Regions from separate parts of the Rattus norvegicus genome. Here region 1 is linked to region 2. The links are chromatin contacts, called in public Hi-C maps. All regions are on one chromosome and are shown on one strand. The core of a region is the stretch at or near the end of the contact, and the rest is flanking DNA. Distances in the headings are between cores, read along the strand shown. Region 1 has its middle 140 kb from the start of Trnak-cuu5. Region 2 holds the start of Foxo1 (forkhead box O1).

Region 1 (4,812 bases), core at 1,333-3,832, 300 kb after region 2:
TACAGCCGTGTGCGACGTGTCAGACAACTCAATACATACATCATTGTCAACACTACTTGTGTGACAGGTCCCATGCCAACCAAGTGAGTTCTATGCAAGTAACTCAGCTCGTCAATGGAAAAAAAAAGGATCTGCTTACTTTTATATATGAAAAAGATAATTTGGGGAACTATTTTTACTACTTAAACTCATTTAAAAAATATTCTTTGAAACTAACATACTCACCACATAGATTAAAATCTTTAATCCCTCTGTCTCAAGTATTGTTTACTTTAATTCACCTGCCCCAGTCAGTTCAAACCTTCATAGAAGATTCCATGTCTCAGGCATCTTTCTCATCTTTCCTGCTTTTTTGGTCATGTGGCTTTTGCTACAATGTCTGTTTCTCCATCCAATCCACTCTAAGTACCAACCCCTCCAAGTGGAGGCCTGCGCAGAGTTCATAATAAAGTGCTCACTCTCTCTGGCTTGGAGCCTAGGATCTTTTCTTTCTGGTCCTAACCACTCGGATCATTCTGCTTCCTGGCCTCCTTTACATGTTATTTCTTCTCACTTGCTCCACCCATTGTTGTCTTGCTAATATTCTTTCCTTCCTTGTCTCTGCAAAGTTCTTTTACTAATTCGCAGGACAGTCTCTCAGTAAAACATTGAAACATTGTATCTAAAGGGATGCTTAGACAAGTCCTACACCCAGTCTGAAGCCCTCGTGCCTCTCCTCAGAGATCACCACCATGGTTAGCCCAGCTATGCTTTTGCACACCCCAGCCTAGCATTTACATATCCACACGAACCTATAAAGTGTTTGTGGTGTGCCTTGTTATTTTGGGTGGATGTCTATGACATAAATAGCAACGACTGTACTTATCTTTCTGTCACTTCCTTCTCTCCCCCAAGAATCTGGCCTAGCAATCTGCCCATCAACACACACTCCGAATACCACCACTGATTCTCCAAACTTTACAAGATCTCATTTATGGGATATGGCTTCCTTCTCCTGTCGTTGGTATCCAACCCTGACACAGGAAGCTCTGGCTTGTTTCCAGATATAAGTGTGCAGCTATAGACAGCCCTATGAAGTCGAGGCTTCAGTTTCATTGTCTTTAAAACGGAAGCAGCCATTTTCCACCCTTCTTATAGGCGCCTGGCTCAAATAAAGCAACCCGCGTGAGAGAACTTACCTATTTACTTATACAAGAGGTTGTTGTCCTGTGTGAATGAAGGACGATGCAATTCGACTGTGTGGTTTCATAGAGGTTTAAATGGTATGGAATTCAAAGTTAATAAAGTAATGACCAATAAGACAAAATGCTGGAGGTGTGGCTTTACATTGCAAAGGTTGCTACATCAATTCTTTGGGCTTTCTTTTCATAATAACAAAATTGGCCTTATAATGAGGTGGTATAGACGTAACTTACACTTCCTTTTTTTAAAATGGGGAAGTGAGAGGGGCACAAACATTTATTAGACCATGCATGGTGTGCTGCCCCTTCATTTTATGAAAACTTTCAGACACCCGCAAAGTTGAATCTACTAAGACACCTTTAAACAGACATGCAGAGCCGATATGGATGTTTTGTTGCCTTGTTTTTATTACAGACCTGCCTGTTGATCTGTCTTCTCATGCATACATTCATATATGTAGTTTTGAGGGCTACATTTCCATGTACTCTGCAAGTATTAGTAAAATTTCTGGGCTGGGGATGGCTCGGCTGCTAAAGACTAGACCCATAACCAAAATGTAAAGTCAAAATTTCCCTAACAGGCCCCAAATCATACATATCAACTAACTAGTCTTTAGCATTTGCCTATAGTATTTTTTCTCTGATGCAAATGAAGGTTCAATTTAATGGTCTCAAAAATAATCTTGGCCTGGTAGGGTATCTTTGCGTGCTTTTCTGTTATTGAAATAGTGAAGTCCCCTTTTTCGAACCAACTCTCAGGTTAAAAAGCTGGAATGTAAAATAGATCACAACAGAGCTTCCTTGGATGAGAGAGACAGGGGGCCTGCAGCTTTTGCTTCCTAGGGTGGTCTCTCAGGCTCTCCCTAGATGGTTACAGTGCCATGAACTATTCAATTCGGGTCAATTTATTAACCTCATAAGTCTTGGTGTGATCTCTACGAAGCAGGGCTTTATAAGTAGCTCTTTCCAAGCTTCTCATTTCCCATGATGCCCAAACTCTGAGCCTTTTGCAGATTCCTTTTTTCCTTCCCAGCCTTGCAACAGAAAGCTTTCTTTTGTTTTAATGAGTTCAGTACAAAAAGCCACATTTGAGACTGTGATGTGAATGAATGCCTCAAGTAAAAACCACAATCGGAGGGACTGTCTGTGAAATGGAAGAAAAGTGGAAAAACAAGACTCTGACCTCAATAGAGAGCAAAGTACAGAAGCCTGGGTGAGCACAGCAGCATGCGTGTGTAGCTACCCTGCCCATCTTCCACGGCCTTTGCCAAGTAAGGCCTAAAAAGTATCCCCAAAGAATGCATATGTCATGTTAAAAATAAATTCTGCTTGGTGCCTTGCAGAGGCATAATGCTTTTGTGTGTGGAAGAGGACAGAGCCTTCACTCTCTCAGGCGAGAGGGCTCTATCCAGTGCCCACATCTAGCAGCAGTCTGAGCAGATGGGGGACTGTTGGGTGGAAGCTAAGTCTGGGACCAGGTTGGGCCAGAATCACATGAGCCAAGTGAATGTGTTGGAGAATAAGTGTTGTAGCTATAGAGAGACCATAATTTGTCATCCACATTCAGAAGAAGAAGAGGGGAGGGAGAGAGGAGGAGGAGGAAGAGGAGGGAGAGTAAGAGGAGGGGAAGGAGAAAGGAAAGGGGAGAAAGAAGAGGAGAAGGAAGAGGGGGGGAGGAAGAGGAGGGGAGGAAGAGGAGGGGAAAGAGAAAGGAAAGGGGAGGAAGAGGAAGAGGAGGAGGAGGAAAAGGAGGAGGAGGAGGAAGAGGAAGAAGAAGAAGAAGAAGAAGAAGAAGAAGAAGAAGAAGAAGAAGAAGAAGAAGAAAAAGAAGAAGAAGAAGAAGAAGAAGAAGAAGAAGAAGAAGAAGAAAGTGTCTGAAAATGGAGGGAGAAAGCAAGCAGGGTTAGGTTGGAGTAAGGTTGTGAAGCACAGAAGAGTAGAATGGGCCCAAGCCTGTGCTATGAAGGGTGTCAGGTACTCAGAGGTAATCCTAACTACTAAGAAATACTACACTGCGGCTAGCTAATCCAAGGACATAAATGTTAGGTTACAGATGGCTACTTAGTAAATGTTTATTAAAGGAAGGGGGGATATGGACAGAAATAAGGCGATATAGATAGATAGATAGATAGATAGATAGATAGATAGATAGATAGATAGATAGACAGACAGACAGACAGATAGGATGGATGAGCTCAACCTGAACTGCAGAAGCTCTGGGCAGGGTTCTAGGATCATTGCTGTGAGGTCGTCATAGAGAACTTGAATATAAGTTCTTTGCCAACAGCTATCATTTTAAACGTATTTTTACCACAACTCAGTTTCAAACAGGAGGGGGAAGGACCCAAACAAACCCATGTCCATCCACACTCAACATGCCAAGAGTCTTTCAAAATGTACGTTGTTCTAACAATTTCCTTTCCATTCTTTGTCCCCTTTCCTAAAATACTGGTTTGTAACCCTCAAGCCTAAAAGTTCTAGATCCAAGCTCTTTGATCTTTTCTAGGACGCTTTTTTTTAAACTTTATTTTTTTCTGTGAGGATCTCTTTTCTTTCCAGAATTCTCAACCTAGTGTGTCCCTCCTACCTCCTGCCTCCTAAATGGAGCACCAGACTCATCCTGTGTCATGGGAAGCAAACACCATTTCTGCTTTTGCACTCCTCACTCCGCAGTGTGGGCATCCACAGCATTGGCCTTGAAAGCATCACTGCTCCTCAGCTGTTCTCTCTGCCTCCCAGGCTCTGCTCCCTTACTTCCCACACCTTCCTTCACTTTCAAGGCGACAACCTTTTACCATTGACCTTCAGAGGGTCACATTGTCACCTGACTACACAAATCTTCCGCCAATTTATTCCTCCTTCTCCCCTTGTTCATCCTTGTTCCTTCCACCTTTGACTGAGTATTTTCGATCTGTACTTCCTTTTTTTTTTTTTTTTTATTTATTTATTATATGTAAGTACACTGTAGCTGTCTTCAGACACACCAGAAGAGGGCATCGGATCTCTTTACAGATGGTTGTGAGCCACCATGTGGTTGCTGGGAATTGAACTCATGACCTCTGGAAGAGCAGTCGGGGGCTCTTAACCACTGAGCCATCTCTCCAGCCCCTCGATCTGTACTTCCTTAATAGGGATCTTTTTCTTCATTTATGTTATGCATGAATGCATTCATTTATTTAACCAGCCTTTCAAATTTAGCTTAAGGAATGTTTTAATGAGTGAAATATAAACTCAGATACTAAATAGAAAAAAGGAGATAATGTAATTCCCACCCTCAAATACCTTGAGGAACAGCAAAAGGTTGGATTCGTACAGTGAATTTGAGGTAACAAGGTCATTGGAATGTGCCACGTGGGCAAAGGGTCAAGGTTTGGACCTTTGTAGACCTGGATTTAAGTTTGGGTACTACCAGTCTCTAGCCATCTGCTTTGGGGTGAATAACTCCAAATGCCAGTTTCTCCTTCATTAAATGGTAGTTTGGGTAGTTGTGGTATGTGATAGTTTATCTTGACTATAAACTTGATTAACTTGAGAAGTGCTTGGGCCACCTCTGCCTATCTCTGAGGATTCACGAGGTAGGGGAGGACCCAGCCTGGGCATCAGTTACACCACCTATGGATGGATGGAGACC
Region 2 (5,400 bases), core at 2,024-4,523:
GGTTTAATGGCTCGCACCACTACACCTGTCATGTTTACATGTTCCACAAAAACACCTTTTATTGTAGTATCTCTCTTTTTTCCACTTTCTTTCTTTTTTTTTTTTTTTTTTTTTTTTTGGAGCTGGGGACCGAACCCAGGAGGGCCTTGTGCTTGCTAGGCAAGCGCTCTACCACTGAGCTAAATCTCCAGCCCCTTTTTTTTTCCACTTTCTTAATCCTCCCTTTCTCTTTCTTTTTTTTGGGGGGGTGGGTGAGTGGGTGCGTAGGGCCTCATGTAACCCAGACTAGTTTGGAATGCATCCTAAACTCCTGATCTTCCTGCCACCACCTCTGAAGTGCTGGGGTTACTGGTGTGTACTATCTTAGGAGTTTATGCCAGAGGCCAGGGCACGGTGTATGCTCAGCAGGCATGCTACCATCTGGCTAAGTCACTGCTTTCTCAGTCTTGTCAGTGAAGACTTCACTCATCTTGGCGGAATTCAGGTGACTAGAATTACCAAGATGCACGGTTAGCAGGAAGAAGACACACCAGCTACAACGATTATTGTATTGTACACTGGTATTACGGGATGGTTATACTTTTTTGCAGGTACATTGATAATATTGATGGGAAGCCAGAAGTGGAAGCTCTCACCCTGGCACTGCTCTCTTAGTGGGATGTTTTACTATCTATTAATCAAAGGAGGCCGAAGATAACCCACATTTACTTTCCACTGCAACATTTTTACAGGGTTACCAGAGAAGAATGTTTAACTTGACATAACTTTTATCAAAGGCACTTTGCCTGTTTCTTTCAAAATCCCCAAAGCACATCATGCCTGCTTTCCCAGTGACTCCTGTTTTTGCATGCATCTCCCTACTTGTGAGGACGTGAAATGACAGTTACAACACAAGGTTATTCTTTACAGACTGGTTTGTACCAGGGGAGGATAGGAAATGTGTGTGAAACGATGTTCTGCCATGCCTATGCTTCAGTATACTGACTTCTTGACACAACCACGAATATTCCCCCTTATCAACTTTTTAAGATGCATTAAAAAAAAAAAAACCTTTGTATTAGGGACATTGATTGTACAGGTTCTTAGGCTTTTTTTTTTTTTTTTTTTTTGTCTCGGCTTAGGACCCCACACATTTAAGCCTTTGCTATCACTAGCCTATACTATGACATTTAAAGAAACAATTGGGGACAGTGGCCTTAGAGAATTTGAAGATTTGGGGAAAGCATTAGGAAAACTCCCTTAACCAAATACTCTTATCGGTACAGTCCCTGAGAAACTGGAATGGAAATGAGGCTAAGGCCAAATTCACAGCTGGATTTCATTGCCAAGAATGGCCCACCAGTGCTCCGCCTATTTGCAGGGTGCGGCTGTCTGACTGTGGGCCCACCTCAGCACAGCGTGATTACAAAGGAGCAGCCAGGGTTGTGCTTTGTGGTCCTTTTTAAGCTCACCCATTTACTCAAGGCTCCCCGCGGCTGTCAAAGAAGACCTCACCAGCCAAAATTCGTAGTCAAGGTAATGCAGTCAACCCACCTCTGCCCTCAACACCTCTGGTTTAGGATCTCCACTCAAATCTTTTTTATTAGTAGGCAGCCGGTTCCGGAAAAAAGGGATTATGAATAGGGGCCTGGATTAGAGACACTGCTAGATGCAAAGTGGAAGGAATAAGAAGTAAGAAGCCCGGTTTTCTTGGAAGCCTCATTTTACATAGAAAAACTCCACGTAAGAAGGAGTGACATACAACAGCAACAAGAAATTAGGAGCTGTCTTTTGGGACATATTTAAAACCCCGATATGCATCTTCAATTCTAAGGTGTCCCTAGTCATTAAAAGAAAATGCCACCCATACTTCTTTTTAAAAGAGAAAGCAAATCAGAAAAATCAAGCGAGGAAATATTTTCTTCAACTCTATAAAGGCAAAAAGGATCATTGTCTTTCTACCTCTGGCTCTGCTGAACCTATATTAGATACCCGGGTTTGGGAACTTAAAGAACTGGAGAGACGAGCTGTGCCCCAACAATTGTGGCTTATCTCCTTTTGCGACTTCAACACCTCATCGCTTCCATTCTCAATAAAAAAGAAGTAAGCAACCAGTTAAATTTAATTAGGGGCAATAAAGTGACAAGATTGTCTCTAAACACTCTCCTCTGACCCTTTAGCCACCACTCTGGTCCTCAGGAAAAAGTGAGATTCTCGTAACAGGAAAGAGGTTCCATAGAAGACTTCAGATCTGAGGCGCTACTGGATCTAGGTGCTTGTGCAACAGTCTTCTCCCCGCGCCGCACCTCTTTTGGGTTCAGGATGACTGGAGGCTGGGGGCTGGGGCTGGGGCTGGAGAACCGCGGAGGCTCGGCTTGCAGGTGTGCACAGGTAGGGTGGGAAGGGGAATCCGGAGCCGCAGAGCGACGGATCTTCACCGTAGGATCTTCGTGCCTGGGGCGGCCCGGGCAGATGCCAGCTTAAGAAAACATTTCTCCAAAACAAACCCCACCGACTTCCCGAGAGCTCCGCGAAGACGCGTGGGCGGAGCGGGCTGAGTGGAATCCACGAGGCGCCCCACCGCCCACGTCGCGTCCGGGAGCGCGCAGCGGCTCCGCGCCATCCCGGGAGTCGGGGTCTGGGCACTGCCTGGAGTACTCGATTGCACTCCGTAGTAAACAAAAGTATGGTCGCCGCCTCCACGCCGGTTTGCCTCCTAGCAATCCGAACACTGAGGCGCCAGAGACTCAGAAACACTTGAGAATTACAGAAAATAATAACGGAGATTAGAAAAAAAAAGTGTGTGAGAAAGAAAAACACCCCGCTGCCCCCCACCAACCTACTGCCGCCTCCCGAGGGAAAGGAGCTCCCTCCCAGGCCCGCGTTCATTGGTTGTCTAGGCAGAGACTTGGCGCGTCCATTGGTCGCGCAGCCTGTCAGTCAAGGGCGGGGCGGCGCGCGCGCCGCCGCGGGCGGGGAGCCGCTGCAGATCCCGTAAGACGGGAGGCTGCGGAGTCGCTGCAGTCCCCGCCGCCGCCACATTCAACAGGCAGTAGCGCCGCTGTCGCGCGGCCGCGGGGGAGAGAGAGCGGCCCGCGGCGTCCGCCGGTCTGCCCTTGCGTCCGCGGCCCTGTCATCAGGAGCGTGGTGCCCGAGCTGCCGGGCTCCGCGGCCTGGTCCTTGCCCCGTCCGAGGCACGAACTCGGAGGATCCCCGACACCGGTGACCCAGCGAAGTTAAGTTCTGGGCGCGTCCGTCCGCTGCGCCGCTCCTCGCTCCGGCGTGCGTCCGCCGTCCGCGGCCCCCAATCTCGGAGCGACACTCCGAGCGCCGGCTCCGCGCCCCCGGTGGCCGCGTCTCCTGGTACTCTCTGCTGGTGGGGGAGGGGCGGGGGGCACCATGGCCGAAGCGCCTCAGGTGGTGGAGACCGACCCGGACTTCGAGCCGCTGCCTCGGCAGCGCTCCTGCACCTGGCCGCTGCCCAGGCCGGAGTTTAACCAGTCCAACTCGACCACCTCCAGCCCGGCGCCGTCGGGCAGCACGGCCGCCAACCCCGACGCCACGGCGAGCCTGGCCTCGGCGTCCGCTGTCAGCACCGACTTTATGAGCAACCTGAGCCTGCTAGAAGAGAGCGAGGACTTCGCGCGGGCACCGGGTTGCGTGGCCGTGGCGGCCGCAGCTGCCGCCAGTAGGGGCCTGTGCGGGGACTTCCAGGGCCCGGAGGCGGGCTGCGTGCACTCGGCGCCGCCGCAGCCCCCACCGACCGGGCCGCTGTCGCAGCCCCCACCGGTGCCTCCAGCCGCCGCGGGGCCACTCGCTGGGCAGCCGCGCAAGACCAGTTCGTCGCGCCGCAACGCGTGGGGCAACCTGTCGTACGCCGACCTCATCACCAAGGCCATCGAGAGCTCGGCGGAGAAGAGGCTCACCCTGTCGCAGATCTACGAGTGGATGGTGAAGAGTGTGCCCTACTTCAAGGATAAGGGCGACAGCAACAGCTCGGCGGGCTGGAAGGTGAACGGCCTCGGGGCGGCCCGGGGGGGTGGATTTGTTGGGGCCCGCCGAGGGTCGGCCGTGTGGGTGTTCCGGGCCCGGAAATGATGGGCGCACGGAGAGAGCGGGCGAGAAATGGCAGGTGTGGCGGGGGCTTCCCCGAGACCTGGAGCCAAATTTGGACGAAGTGCAGGCGAGGGAGTTCTAGAGGGACCCCGGGAGGGCTTGTTTGAGAACTTAAGTGAAATGCCAGAGCAGGCTTGGAAGTTGGCTAGTTGTTGGAGTAGAGGGGCTGGCTTCGAAGGGTTCGCCACTTGACACTCCGGACCTGCGAGGGGTCGGGGCGACTCCTCCGCCCACATGCGCACCCACTCTCCCGACCCTTGGCCGACGAGGTTCCCTCGGACCCGACAGCAGAGGTGACGGGAGCACTGGAAACATTCCCCACGCACACGCGGGGCTCCCGCAGCTGATGGGTTAGCTAAACGCGCAGCGTGCTGAGCGCTGTGCGGGCCAGCAGTTGCCGAAGGTTCCCCGAGGCCGGGGCAAATTTGGTTTTTTTATCCAAAGTGGCCTGAATCGAGCGTTCCCACTTGCTGGGTACGGTTTCTGACGCGCGCGCAAGTGGGTGGCTAAGGTTTTTAGGCTCTGGGCAACCTAAAGTTCAAGTGTGACCCTTGGCCGGGGCGGGAGCAGGCGAGGAGGGGAGGGACCGGGTGTACAGGAAGCCAGAACCTTTAAAGGGCCAGTGCCTCCAGGCTGGGAGGCCACACTTTTGCGCTCAGAGAAGGGCTTCCACAATTGGGCTGGCTTGGGGAGGTATGCTTTTAATTGAAAGCCGAGTCGCTGTTGTGTGTGACCAAATTGTGCATGAGTGTTGTGGAGTGATTTCTCTTCCCATAAAGCTTGGGGCTACCCACGACCTGGTAAGGCTGGGAGCTGTGAGTGAGTATTTGGTGGAAGTCTTAAGTGGGGTGCTCACTGGGGAATTGCCAAAGACACCTGCCTTGAAGGAGGATTGCAGACCTATAAATTAGGTGTTTAAGATTGTTGTTTGTTTACCTTTCCAAAGGTGGCAGGGAGAGACTGAGGCGACTCAGTGTGGACTGTGGCATCTCTACCTTAGGGGTTTGGGGGTGGTATAAGGGCCTAGGGCATTTTGGGAGGAGAGAATCTTACCTAGAAGTCCCTCTCGAGGTGTGGCCACCCCTGGCTGACAGTTTCTCAGTCACAGGTGGGACATAGCTTTTCTCCCACCTGGTCTCTGCTGTATAGCAGAACAGAGATTAGCCTTCACTGCATGCTTGTTAGAGCGAGGTGGTTTCACATACTCTGTCATCCCTGTGGTTAAAGTATCTTAAAGGTCAACTTACTCACCTCATAGAAAGTTCTTGCAGAAAGAGCCAGGGGTTGTTTTATTTTTGCCACAGT

The links. A called contact is a pair of places that touch in the nucleus more often than the background predicts.
Region 1: a contact with region 2 is called in a Hi-C map of frontal cortex, with 2.2 times the contacts expected there. The contact joins the enhancer-like site here to the promoter of Foxo1 in region 2.

Annotation. Positions count from the first base shown.
Region 1 is chr2:138,764,704-138,769,515 of GRCr8, forward strand. No RefSeq gene overlaps it. Among named protein-coding and RNA genes, the nearest start is that of Trnak-cuu5, 140 kb to the right of the region's middle. Within about 2 kb of position 2,583, at least 18 of the 93 cell types and tissues checked have an H3K27ac peak or open chromatin away from gene starts, as enhancers often do.
Region 2 is chr2:138,459,701-138,465,100 of GRCr8, forward strand. It overlaps Foxo1 (forkhead box O1), which reads left to right and starts at 3,274. Exons shown (of 3, transcript NM_001191846.3): 1 at 3,274-3,990. The coding sequence starts at 3,379.